3 separate regions of the Mus musculus genome follow, and all the other regions are linked to region 2. A link is a contact called in public HiChIP or PLAC-seq and promoter capture Hi-C data. All regions are on one chromosome and are shown on one strand. The core of a region is the stretch at or near the end of the contact, and the rest is flanking DNA. Distances in the headings are between cores, read along the strand shown.

What was found. Promoter capture Hi-C pulls out the DNA fragments that hold promoters and counts their contacts. HiChIP or PLAC-seq counts read pairs in DNA pulled down with a chosen protein or histone mark.
Region 1: a promoter capture Hi-C map of the HPC-7 cell line shows a contact between it and region 2, with 6 times the contacts expected there. The contact joins the promoter of Ecrg4 here to the enhancer-like site in region 2. A contact is called at or near these places in 16 of 39 promoter capture datasets (the 3T3-L1 cell line, the C10 cell line, the HPC-7 cell line and 11 more), 1 of 15 datasets of contacts at CTCF or cohesin (pro-B cells), 2 of 484 Hi-C or Micro-C datasets (bone marrow-derived macrophages and embryonic stem cells), 4 of 115 datasets of contacts at active chromatin or transcription factors (bone marrow-derived macrophages, large pre-B cells, neural progenitor cells and 1 more) and 2 of 9 other capture datasets (adipose tissue and liver).
Region 3: an H3K27ac HiChIP or PLAC-seq map of large pre-B cells shows a contact between it and region 2, with 2.0 times the contacts expected there. The contact joins two enhancer-like sites. A contact is called at or near these places in 4 of 115 datasets of contacts at active chromatin or transcription factors (astrocytes, bone marrow-derived macrophages, cardiomyocytes and 1 more).

The regions. Positions count from the first base shown.
Region 1 is chr1:43,727,791-43,732,037 of GRCm38.p6, reverse strand. It overlaps Ecrg4 (ECRG4 augurin precursor), which reads right to left and starts at 1,436. Exons shown (of 4, transcript NM_024283.3): 1 at 1,075-1,436. The coding sequence starts at 1,153.
Region 2 is chr1:43,373,385-43,377,601 of GRCm38.p6, reverse strand. No RefSeq gene overlaps it. Among named protein-coding and RNA genes, the nearest start is that of Nck2, 70 kb to the left of the region's middle. Within about 2 kb of position 1,606, at least 25 of the 459 cell types and tissues checked have an H3K27ac peak or open chromatin away from gene starts, as enhancers often do. A contact at or near this core is called in the HPC-7 cell line and pro-B cells, where this site is marked.
Region 3 is chr1:43,696,874-43,701,140 of GRCm38.p6, reverse strand. No RefSeq gene overlaps it. Among named protein-coding and RNA genes, the nearest start is that of Gm30634, 15 kb to the left of the region's middle. Within about 2 kb of position 2,415, at least 92 of the 459 cell types and tissues checked have an H3K27ac peak or open chromatin away from gene starts, as enhancers often do.

The DNA.
Region 1 (4,247 bases), core at 187-2,686, 350 kb before region 2:
CCTAACGCCATGTTCACGAAGCTAGCTCACAAGAGGGTACTGATGTCATTTGCACCAGTCACCCTTCCAATAAGAACAACCTCCCCTTTATTTTCATGGTCTCTCATGCTGTGACCCTGCCTCCCCTCATTCTGGAGTTAGGTTTACCATGCCTGCTCTGAGAAAGCAAAAATGAAACACAGAGAAACTGAGTGCGTCTTCTATTTACATCTGGCAATGGCCACCCCTTCGCACTGGGACAAACACCAGTCTCAGGTGATAGGTAAATAGTTTGGTGTCTTCCAGCTACTGTTCTCTTGGCAGTAAACCTAGGGTCACCCTACTGCCTCCCAGAGTTATAAACCTCAAAGGCGTTCCTATGCACAGGAACTCACTTGTGACCTCTAAAGGGTCACACAAAAGAAGAACTTTCCAGGTTCAGAAGGTAGAGTCTGTGGAGCTCTGGGTATAGTATTTACGGTGTACTGCTTAAGTGCTTTTAATGTAGAGAGACCTGGGGATTTTCAGTTAATTCAGCTAAATATAGTAGATATATATTTGCTAATATGTAGATATATTTAATGTTTAAATATAATAGCTAGTAGAAATACAATAGCTAATAATTCCGCTGAATATAATAGAAAAAGTTAAACATTGCTCAGCTTTGCAGCCTGAACGCTCTTAGTCAGCTCTGTTGCCCCAAACTGCCTGGAAGAAATTGGAAGAATTTGGAAGAAATTTGGAAGAAATTGGAAGAATTGGAGAAAGACAGCAGTGTGTCCTGCCTCAGAATGATACTCCCTTCAAGCCTCCACCATCCCTGATTTAGCACTTCTTGTGGTTCTTTCAGATCCTTACTTCATTTGCCCAAGGTTGCCCCTCAGTCTACTATGCTCTCTTTGAATCTGAGTCCCTCACTGCCTGCCCAAGTGCACTCATTGGGACTTACATGAGTGTAAAATACTAGACCCGGTTCCATTGTCTTCTTGGTTTAGTACAGGTTAAGAGCAGGATCATATTCAGGCATGAAGCACCCCATTTCCAATCTCCTTCCCCAGCACCCTCAGCACTCTCCGCCAGGTATCCTCCACTTACCTGGACCCAGGCACAGCAGAAGGAGCAGAGCCAGCCCGGCAAGGGCCAGGACTGCAGGCCGCGCAGACGAGGTGCTCATGGCGACAGAGTGCTGCAAAGTAGCTGGAGGGATGACTGGAGTGGAGACCCAGGCTCAGTGAGGCAGGCGAAAGCTCCAGTATCCTTGCTCTGGGCGGGACCCACAGGGTGGGCAACTAGCCAGCAGGCCAGGCCGAGAGCCAAGCTTCAGTTCAATGCCACCGAGGCACACTGCCCTGCGGGTCTGCTGCAAATCGCTGAGAAGGGCCGCGTGGCCAAAGGGGAGAGGGCAAGACTGATGCCAGGCACAGCCCAACCAGCCTGGACAGAGAATGTTGGCTCACTCCTCTTTTCCGCACGCCCCCCTGAGCCGTTCCTCTGCAGCACAACCCTCCCCTAGCAACCCAGGCCCTTGGCGTCAGGCTCAGGCCTTGCCTTTTAAAGTAGCCTTTGGAATGTTCTTAATTCCTGAACTGTAGTTAAGGTTGGCTCCTGCAGGGTCTCTTTTTATGATATTTTGAAAGATTCTGGGTTCAGAACTGCAATCCAGGAAAAACATGTCAACTCAAACCGCTGCAGTGCAAAAGTGTTTTTGCAAAGTTTTTAGTGAACATGCTGTGTCCACTGTGCACACTCTCATTCTGGGACAGTTGAGCAATTGGAAAGAAGGCAGAAGACACTCATTTTCTCAGTAGCACACTTGACCACTAAGAGAGGTCATAAAACAGTGTGCTCAACAAAAGAGAAGACCAACCGGGGGTTTTCCTGACCACTATGCTGGACTCTGGGTTCCATTCCCAGCGGCAGGTTTGGTAGAGAAAGACAAAAACTGTTTTCAATTGATGAATGGAAACTTGGCTTTGGAGCCTTTTTCCCAGTCTGAGCTGAGCTCAGTTCCTTCACAAAGATTCTCAGTTTTAAATCAAGGAGAGCTGCTTAGTGTCTGGCCACTCAGGGAGAGGCCTTCTCATGTAGAAGGGTTTCTCCAGCAGGCAGGAGAAAATCAGAGTTTAGCCATCAAAGGAAAAGAAGGGAAAGGTGAACCTGGGAGGGATGTAAATACTGATTTGGGAGTCACAGGTATATGAGAGTTCGGAGCTTGCTAGTGCATACTGCTGGTCACCTGTGATCCATCGGGTGTTGGGTAAGACATAGCAATCTGAACTTTATTTAACGACTCTCGGGGATGCTGAAGCGTGTCTCAGACGGCACAGGGAGCAACTCCACTACAGAAGCTTTCCTGTCCTCTTGCCCTTCCCTTGGCCTTGGTGGTGAGAACCTTTTCTCCCTTGAAGACTGAGCACAGTGGAAAGGAACAGGGTTTAGTATTTCTCTGCATTCTGCACAAATATTTAGAGAACTCACTTGTCTGTCTATGTGTGGGTCTCTAAAGTGGAGGCTGCAGCATCTGCTGAGCTGAGGTAAGAAGTCAATGTGGAGAGCCTCCTATGCTGTGAGCACACAAAAATGTTGGTAGTGTTACCACCTAGACTCTGGCCTCCGTGTCCTGTGCTCAGCACCTTGCCACCTGTGGTCTTTATCTCCTTCGTGCCCAGGCTAGACTCTCAGGAGCTATCATTCCGGAACGATGCCAATTCAACCCTAGTGTCATTGTCATCAGGGCTTTTCAAATGCTGCCCAATGAGTTGTCTTTTAGAATGCTGCAGTGACATCTGCCTTAACTACTGGTTCACAGATAATTTGGTGACAGAGGAGCAGGGGAAGTGACCTTACCCTCTGGGGTGCCATCAGCCAAGCACTCTATAAGGAAGCTCTGTAGGACACACCATGTAGGACAGAGAGACAATCTAACACAACTTTGATCCAATACCACATCATAAGAGATGGCGAGAGAGCTGTTACAGTGGAATAGGCTCCATTACAGGATTGCCGTTTTGTAGGTGTAGGAAATGGAACTGGGTGCCCTTTTAAAGCCCTCCACCCTTTCAACAGCAGCCTGAAAGATTTATGGTTAAAATGATGCAATGTAAGAGGTTTGCTTTACAATGCTTAAGGAGGGGGCTAAAGAGAGTTGGCTCTGAGGTTAAACTACTTGTTCTTTTGCAGGGAACCCTAGTTCTGTTCCAGCACCTACAGAGCATCTCATAACCACCTGTAACTTCAGTTCCAGGGGATCTCGTGCCCTCTTTTGGTGTTCATGGGCACCAGATAAGTATGTAGTACACATGCATGGGTGCACATGAATATACATATAACATAAAAATAAAATGCATCCTTCAAAATGCTTTTAAAGGAGTGTGGACACGCCTGTGAGCATAGGTAAGACCACCACTTCTGCTCAAATTCCTGGCCCAAAAGGGACCCCCCCCCCCCGAGCCATCAGAACACAAGAACCAAGGAATGGCCAGGGACAGGATCCTTCCAGTTTCTGTCTGCACCCTGTCCTTCCAGCATTCTGAAAGGCAACTTGTTGATGACCCTGTGCCACAGTTCTCCATACCCAACTTCCTCCTGGAGAGAACTGGTCTCCCAAGAGTACTGACACACAGGCTTGCAGGAGAGACAAGCCACAATCAGAGATAGCAAGGTGCCAGTTAACACCAGAGATAACCAGATGGTGAGAGGCACGGGCAAGAACATAAGCAACAGAAACCAAGGCTACTTAGCATCATCAGAAACCACTTCTCGCACCACAGGGAGCCTGGATACCCTAACACACTAGAATAGCTAGACTCTGATTTAAAATCACATCTCATAATGATTATAGAGGACTTTAAGAAGAACATAAATAGAGCCGGGCGTGGTGGTGCACGCCTTTAATCCCAGCACGCAGGAGGCAGAGGCAGGCGGATTTCTGAGTTCGAGGCCAACCTGGTCTACAGAGTGAGTTCCAGGATAGCCAGGGCTACACAGAGAAAGCTTGTCTCAAAAAACCAAAAAAAAAAAAAAAAAAAAAAGATCATAAATAACTCCCTTAAAGAAATACTGGAGAACACAGGTAAACAACTAGAAGCCCTTAAAGAGGAAACACAAAAATCCCTTAAAGAATTACAAGAAAACACAACCAAACGGGTGAAAGAATTAAACAAAACCTTTCAGGACCTAAATATGGAACTAGAAACAATAAACAAATCACAAAGGGAGACAACTCTGGAGTTAGAAAACCTAGGAAAGAGATCAGGAGTCACAGACAC
Region 2 (4,217 bases), core at 357-2,856:
GAAATGAAAGAGAATTAACTGTAGAATACAGGCTGTAGTTTAGAGAAGAGCGGTGCATATAAAGGCTGCAAGAGGGAGAGCAGCATGAAGAGCCAGTGTACTAGTGACTTTTGCTAAAACACCTTGACCAAAACAACTTGTAGAAGGAAGAGTTTATTTGGCTTAAGTTCCAGAGGGAACTTAGTCCATGATGGCAGCAATCAGCGTGCCTGGCAGCTTGAGTAGGAAGCTGAGAGTTCATACCATGAATCTTTAAACTCTCAAAACCCACTTCCAGTGATGTACTTTCTCCAACAAAAACACATCTCCAAATAGCTCCACCAATGGAGATCACATATTCAAATGCCGGAGAACATGGGGGTCAATTATCATTCAAACTACTATCCTCTCTGTGTTCAGGGTGGCATCTTTGGAAGGCCCAATTGAATGAAGTTCCCCCTCCCACCTCCTCCTAGCTATCCATTTCTGTTTCTCTCCAATTTGACAGGTGGAACTGATGTCACTAAGCGTGGAAAGACACACAGATACACACACACACACACGCACACACACACACACACACACACACACACACACACGCACAGACAGACAGACAGACAGACACACATTATATCATCTCTCTTCCTGAGTATGGACAAGAGTTATCACTAGTCCATGATCCTATTATTTCCCAGGATTTGGATCCAGCTGAGGAACAAACCTTTAACAGACCAGTATCCAAACTGTAGTAAAAAAACATAACAAATTAGAAGAGTTTAATAAAGACTTGGAGTTTTCCACTAAGACTCTAGAAAGGTCACACCTTAGAGTTAAACACTTTGTCAGGGGTGTTAGGACTCACTCTAAGTCAAGAGGAGAGCCATAGCTGACTTGCCTTAACAAAGCATGAGTGATTGCCATATCCAGAGATCCATCCCATGATCAGCTTCCAAACGCTGACACCATGGCATACACTAGCAAGATTTTGCTGAAAGGACCCTGATATAGCTGTCTCTTGTGAGACTATGCCAGGGCCTAGCAAACACAGAAGTGGATGCTCACAGTCAGCTATTGAATGGACCACAGGGCCCCCAATGGAGGAACTAGAGAAAGCACCCAAGGAACTAAAGGGAACTGCAACCCTATAGGTGGAACAACATTATGAACTAAGCAGTACCCCGGAGCTCTTGTCTTTAGCTGCATATGTATCAAAAGATGGCCTAGTCGACCATCACTGCAAAGAGAGGCCCATTGGACTTGCAAACTTTATATGCCCCAGTACAGGGGAATACCAGGGCCAAAAAGGGGGAGTGGGTGGGTAGGGGAGTGTGGGGGGTGGTTATGGGGGACTTTTGGTATAGCATTGGAAATGTAAATGAGCTAAATACCTAATAAAATATGGGGGGAAAAAAGAAACCAAGTTTCAAGAAGTTCAGGACAATCAACCGGTAACCTGATTTCTTGTTGAAATAAATCTAGCACTCTTCAGAGTAAAACATGCAGAATCTACACACAATTGATGTTTAGCATAAAAGTTAAAAGTTTACTAGGCACATGACCAAAAGTAAAGTGTGAACACAGTTCAGGAACAAAAACCGAAAACAGGAAATGAACCTGAGACGATCCAGATATCGAGTTAGCAGGGAGGAACTTTGGACCTGTTTAAAGATGCTCAAGAAACATAAGGAAGGGATGGTCTTTGAGAGTAAATAGATAGACAATCTCAGCAGAGAAATTCTACTTAAGCCTGGTAGAATTAAAAAGGAAACTCTAGAGCTGAAAAGTACATCTAAAATAAAAATTCTATAGACAGAGAATAATTATCCAATCTAAAATCCAGAAAGATGAAGGGCTGAAGCCAATGAGCAGTAATCCATGGGATATAACCAAGCAACTTTATCATACATATATTTGGAACCTCAAAAGAACAGAAGGAAGAAAATGGGCCGGTAGGCAGATTTTAAAATACAATGAAAAAGTATTTCAAATTTGACATAAAAACTCTTCTTAGAGTTCAAATTATTTCAATAAGGCATTATAGCACCACCTTAAAAAACAGCAAAAAAAAAAACCCTTAACAACAAAACAACAAACAAACAAACAAACAAACAAACAAACAAAAAACCTTATAGGTATAGAGTTGAAAACTGAAAGCAAACCTTGGGATCATCAGACTACAATTGTATGTATGTTCCATGTCATGGACTCTTTACCACAAGTGTCAGTGCTCAGGAGACAAGAAAAGCAAGATGCAAGCAGTGAACCCTGATCTGATCCACCAAAGATCAGCTTTTACAAATCAGAGTGAAATAAAAACATTTCCAGACAACTGCAAGATAAAAAGCTTGCTGCTAATTAATTAACTTCTGTAGAAAACAAAGCAGAAGGAACCTGTGTGGCGAGGGGAACTGGCTCCACATGAAGCTGGTGTCCCAGTCACAGAGAAGAAAGAGGAACCACAAAAAACGTAAAGGTGCTGGTGCGTGAAAATAAAACAAAAACAGATGACTTTTTTTTCTCTACTAACTTAAAGAAACAGTTTAAAACAGAACTCTCTGGTGTGACGCCTGAAAGGGAGGAGGGGCAAATGGAAGATGCTGTTCAGCTTCTCCACAGTTTTCTAAGACAGTGGCCACACTGGCTCTCTACAGGCTCTGGTCAGACATGAATGTGCGTTGTGTTATCCATTGAAATTGAAAACAGAAGAGAGGAAGACAGTTCAAGAGCAATTATAGCCAAGAGTGGAATATTCCATTCACATCAAAGAAGGCAAGAATATGAAGAGGGGCTACATTTACTGGGAACAAGTGAAAACAGCAAAATAATAAGCTTAAATCCTAGCACACACTGTCCTACTTAGGGTTAGTATTTTTGCGATGAAACACCATGACCAAAATCAAACTGGGGAGGAAAGGGTTTATTTTACTTTACACTTCCACGTCATTGTTCGTCATTGAAGGAAGTCAGAGCAAGAACTGAAGAAGGACAGGAATCTAGATGTAGAGATCTTAGAGGAGTGCTGCTTACTGGCTTGCTCATCATGGTACGCTCAGCCTGCTCTTTTATAGAACCCACAACATCAGTCTAGGTGTGGTACGCCACCTACAAGGGTCTGGGCTCTCCGCATTAATCATTAATTAAGAAAATGCTCTACAAGCTTGCATAAAGCCAGATTCCATGAAGGCATTTTTCAACCTAGGCTCCCTCCTCTATGATGAATATAACTTCTTTCAAATTTACATAAAATTAGCCAACCCATATAACTAATTTCTTTTGATATAAACTAAAAAATTAAATATAGAGACTTTAATACAAAACAGATGCATCTACATAGTTTTTTTATGTGGTAAAGACATTAGTAGGATAAACAAGAATGAAGACACTCAACCAGCAACCAGAAAGATGAAGTGGAATGAGCAATGGACAGCAGATGAAGAAGTAAGTCATCACAGGCTATTTCCAGAGACAAAGGGCATATTTGATGAACACACACGTGTTTGATAATAGAACATAATGCTGGCTAGTTTTATGTCAACTTGATATAGCTAGAATCATAAAGGAAGAGGAAGCCTCCACTGGGAAAAATGCCCTCATCAGATTGGCCTGTGATTCCTTTTTTTCAATTAGTGATTGATGTTGGAGGGCGCAGTCCACTGTGGGCAGTGCCATCCCTCGGCAAGTGATCTTGGGTACTACACAGAAGCATGATGAGCAAGCTGTGAGGAATAAAACATTAAGTAGGACTCCTTCGTGGCTTCTGCTTCAGTTCTTGCCTCCAGGTTCCTGCCTTGAGTTTCTGTCGTAACTTCCCTAGATGATGGACTACATACAGGCTGTAAGATGAAATAAACTTTCTCCTCCCCAAACTGCTTTTGATCATTGTTTTATTGAAACTCTAAGATGAGTGTCAAAATATACAATGTGAATGAGGAGAGGTGGAAGTTGCGGAATCTTATTTGGAAACTTGGACATTCTTCTCTCTGAGACTAAGAGGACTAGGCAAGAATCAATACAAGCATAGCAGTTTTAAAACATCAATTCACTTCTCTTGAGTTGGCAGTGGCTGTATGATATACTTTCATTTTACGAGCACAACACATTGGCAGGCTGGGGTATTCATTAATACTCCACAAACGTCAAAGGATTCGAATTATTTTCCCTAATAATAATAGAATTAAATACACTGTAAAAATACAAAATAATCTCCAATTACCTTGAGATTAAATTTGACACATTTC
Region 3 (4,267 bases), core at 1,166-3,665, 320 kb before region 2:
CACACATCACACGAAGAGTTCTGCCTCAGTATATTATGTAATTTCTCCATTTTCTTCTCTTTCTCTCTCTCTTCCTTCTTTTCTTCCTTCTTTCCTTCCTTCCTTTCTTTCCTTCCTTCCTCCTTCCTTCCTTCCTTTCTTCTTTCTTTCTTTCTCTTCCTTCCTTTCTTCCTTTCTTTCTCTTTCTTTCTCTTTCTTTTTCTCTTTCTCTTTCTCTTTCTCTTTCTTCCTCTTCCTCTTCCTCTTCCTCTTCCTCTTCCTCTTCCTCTTTCTCTTTCTCTTTCTCTTTCTCTTTATCTTTCTCTTTCTCTTTCTCTTTCTCTTTCTCTTTCTCTTTCCTCTTTCTCTTTCTCTTTCTTTGTTTCTTTCTTTCTTCCAAAATCATGTTTTATTAATTTTACTCATATATTTAAATAGCATTTCTATTTTACAAAATGAAAAAAACAAAAAACAATAAAACAAAACAAAATGAAAAAAACCCTGTTACTTAAAGGTCTCAACAATTTGATTGCTTTTTATAGTGCCAGGGCTTGCATTGTTCCTTATACATTTTTACTAATTACATTCCAAACATGGAATACTACATGGCCCCTGAACACAACTTGTATTTAGCTATTTCCCTGATGAACTTGGGTTTTGCCACCTTTTCATTATTCTCTACTCCAAAAATGCTTTATTTCAAGTTAGTTGTATCGGGCATCAAACACTATGAATTTCCCTTGATTTCCTCAGTAGTATGTTGTCTTCATGAGCAAATTGCATTAAAAAAATTTCCTTCTAATTCAGTAGTTCAAGCTGCAGAGGATTTTATCCTCTTTCTTCCTTTCTTGTTCTTTCTTTCTTTCTTCCTTTCTTTCTTGTTCTCTCTCTCTCTCTCTCTCTCTCTCTCTCTCTCTCTCTCTTTCCTTCTTATCCTATATATTAAAAATCTGCTCTTTGTACTGTAAAATTCTATGGGTTTTGAAAAGTGTATTTCTGCCACTACAATATCACACAAAATAGTTTCACGGCCCTAAAATGATCCCTTGTGGTTCTCCTGGTTAGCCTTCTTCCTTCCTAAACTCCTCAAGAACACTATTCTATTTTCCTTTACCAAACTGTTACATAAACCTAATTAATATAGTATTATTATAGCCTTTTATATTGTCTTTTTTCTTTACTGATATGGATTTAATATCAATTCATGTTCTAGTTTGGATTGATGATATTTTCCTTTTTAATTGTTGAATAGTGTTCTATTGTATGGATATACCACTGAGTGTTTATTCATTAACATGTGTTATTCATTATTCACGTGTTAATGAATAAACACTCAGTGGTATATCCATACAATATCCATGGGTTGCTTCCACATTTGGACAATAAGACTACTATAAGCATTTGCTTGGGAATTTTTGTGTGTGCATAAGTTTTCAAGTCAGTTGAGTAAATGCCTCACAGTGGTAAGAGTATATTTAGCCTGTTTGTCTCCTGAAATGACTTCCCAGCAACAGTAAAAGATAGTTCCACCACACCCTTTGTAAAAGTTATTATTTCTTGTTTTTGGATTCCAGCCACTCTTGTGGGAATCTGTTCTTATCACACTGATGTCCCTGTTTGTCCTTATTGGAATGTGGTCAAGTTAGAGCACGGAACAATGTATCACTAGCTCTTGATTTTACATTGATTTTCAAAGTGACGCTTGAGTGAGGCCAAAGGCTTAGTGGAAAGCAGCTGTCCCTCAGTGTCAGAACCTGGAAACTTTGGTGGCATGTGGATAGAAGCATCAGGTTGTGTAGAAAGTGACCTGAGTGTACATCAGGAAAAAGAAAACTATAGTGACAAAAAAAAAAAAAAAAAAAAAAAAAAAAGGAACAGAACAGAGGATGCACTTGACCCTAGCCAAAAACAAACAAAAACAACAAAAACAAAAAAACCCTTCTTATAAAAAATGCAGGCAAAGGTGCAAAACTCTATGTCTGATGGGAATCTATCAGATCAGGTAGGATTCCCACTGGCACAGCTTTGCTTGCTGTAAATAAAGGGCCAAAGATAACCCATTCACTCTCCATCCTTCTGAAATAGCTCTGAATTCCCAGAAGTCTGATGCAACCCAGAAGGGCCTTGATGCTGGAATGGGGGATCAGGCAGTGCACAAGTTATAGCATGGCAGAGTGGGACTTGCAAGGCACAGAACTGCCTCAAGCAAATCTAGGTTGCCATGGTGCTTAGAAATGAGTCCCTACTCTGTCAGGCCCACAGTTTGGCTAGTCTTCCATGGGCCCATGATCACACAGGGTTTATGTACAGCTTTTTTTTTTTTTTTTTGTCATTAGTTTTATAGACCCATTCGTTTCCAAGGTGACTTAGGCCAGGCCAGGACTGGAACAAAGAGAATGCTGCAGCAAAGTGACTGGCTGAGAGCCCGGCCAGGCTCCTGTGTGCACAGTCCAAGTGTCAGAGCTGCAGCTGTGCCTGACGAGCTCTCAAGAATTCCCACAGGGGAGGCATGCCCTTCTATTTCAGGCACATACGTTGTTCCTGTTTCTCAGCAGTAGCTGGCTTGCTTGGTTCCCTCCTCCCTGCTACATTCCAAGCATATATCTGTTTGTACAACTATGCTTCATCTGCAGAGAATGGCACAGAGCAGAAAATAAAGGGGAGACAAGGGCTGAATCTAGCAGGATACTTCTGTCCATTCGCTTACCTGGCTCCTTTCACTCGCTTCCTTCTATTCTTTCCTCTTTCCCATATCGCTTACTGTTACTAATGTCCTCAATGACCTATACAACCACATTCCACAGCTTGAGTCAAGATCAGACTCCCAGCTGACCTAAATATCCTCCTATTCTCCAAAATCCACATCTATTCATTTTAAAGCCGATAATTTTTGGGTTCCAAAATTATGAATTTTAGGTTTTTAATTTCACCTGAAGTGATGCAGAGGAATCTCAAAATACCTTGTTACAGTAGACTCCTCCAAAGTCTATGGGTAAAACATTTCAAGCCCCACAGTGGACACCCAAAAATAGATATCCAAATTCTATATATGCAATGTCTTTTTATCATATGTACTTTTCATAAGGTTAATTGGTAAATTAAGTACAATAAGAGATTTTAAAAAAGATTTATTATTTTTATGTGTATAAGTATTTTTCCTGTCTTCATTTACATGTATCACATATGTGCCTAGGGCCCATAGAAGTCACAATAGGGTGTCAGATCCCTTGGAACTGGAGTTACGGATGGTTATTGGCCATCATTTTGTACTGGGAACCAAACCCAAATCTTCTATAAAAACAAAAATGCCCTTAAGTGCTGAGCCATCTCTCCAGCTCTCAGGTATAATAAGAGATGAACAGGAATAATGAATTATCAACCAGGACAATCACAGCCACCACTCTTTTTTTTTAATAAATAATTTTTTAAGATTTATTTATTATTATATCTAAGTACACTGTAGCTGTCTTCAGATGCACCAGAAAAGGGCGTCAGATCTCATTACAGATGGTTGTGAGCCACCATGTGGTTGCTGGGATTTGAACTCAGGACCTTCAGAAGAGCAGTCGGTGCTCTTAACCACTGAGCCATCTCTCCAGCCCCCACAGCCACCACTCTTGTCCTTTGGGATCAAACTTAGAATGGGGTCACTTGAAGGTGTGTCCTGCAACACCATTGATTTGATAGGCAATATGAGTATTCTGCATAAAGGGGCAGCTCATTTCCCAGGAGGGATGGACCTCAAAATTTTCCTCAAACCACCCAGAATAGTGTTTAGTTTATAACTAATGATTTGCTTATTTCTGATCATTCCCATTGAGTAATTGTGTACTGTAGTAGGTCATGGAGAACAGAAACAGTAAGAGCTAAGCCATGGATGTCAGGATGCCTCTGGATGTAAAAGAAACCTGGTGTGTATGCTCTATGATTCTGTTTTGCACAAAGTTCTAGACCAGGCAAAGTTAAACTGTGGTGCCATGTTTGGGAGTAGTTGAACAAAAGGAATTTTCTAGATGTAGGAAATGTCAACATTTCCTAACGTGATCAAACTGGTGCTTGTGTGTGTGGTTAAGGTAAGCAAGCACAGAAAATCACTTAGCAACTTGGGAATCCATCTGACATAGGTTATATGTCAGACTTTTTTTCCATTAATGTGCTTGTCAGCCTAGTCCCCACCTGCAGGTAGTGTGTACACACACTCTCCTTCTAACAATATATCTAGGGCCCCTATTTGCAGGTCTGTGTACAGTCTCCTCTTCTAACAATGAATCTAGCAACCTAAGACACC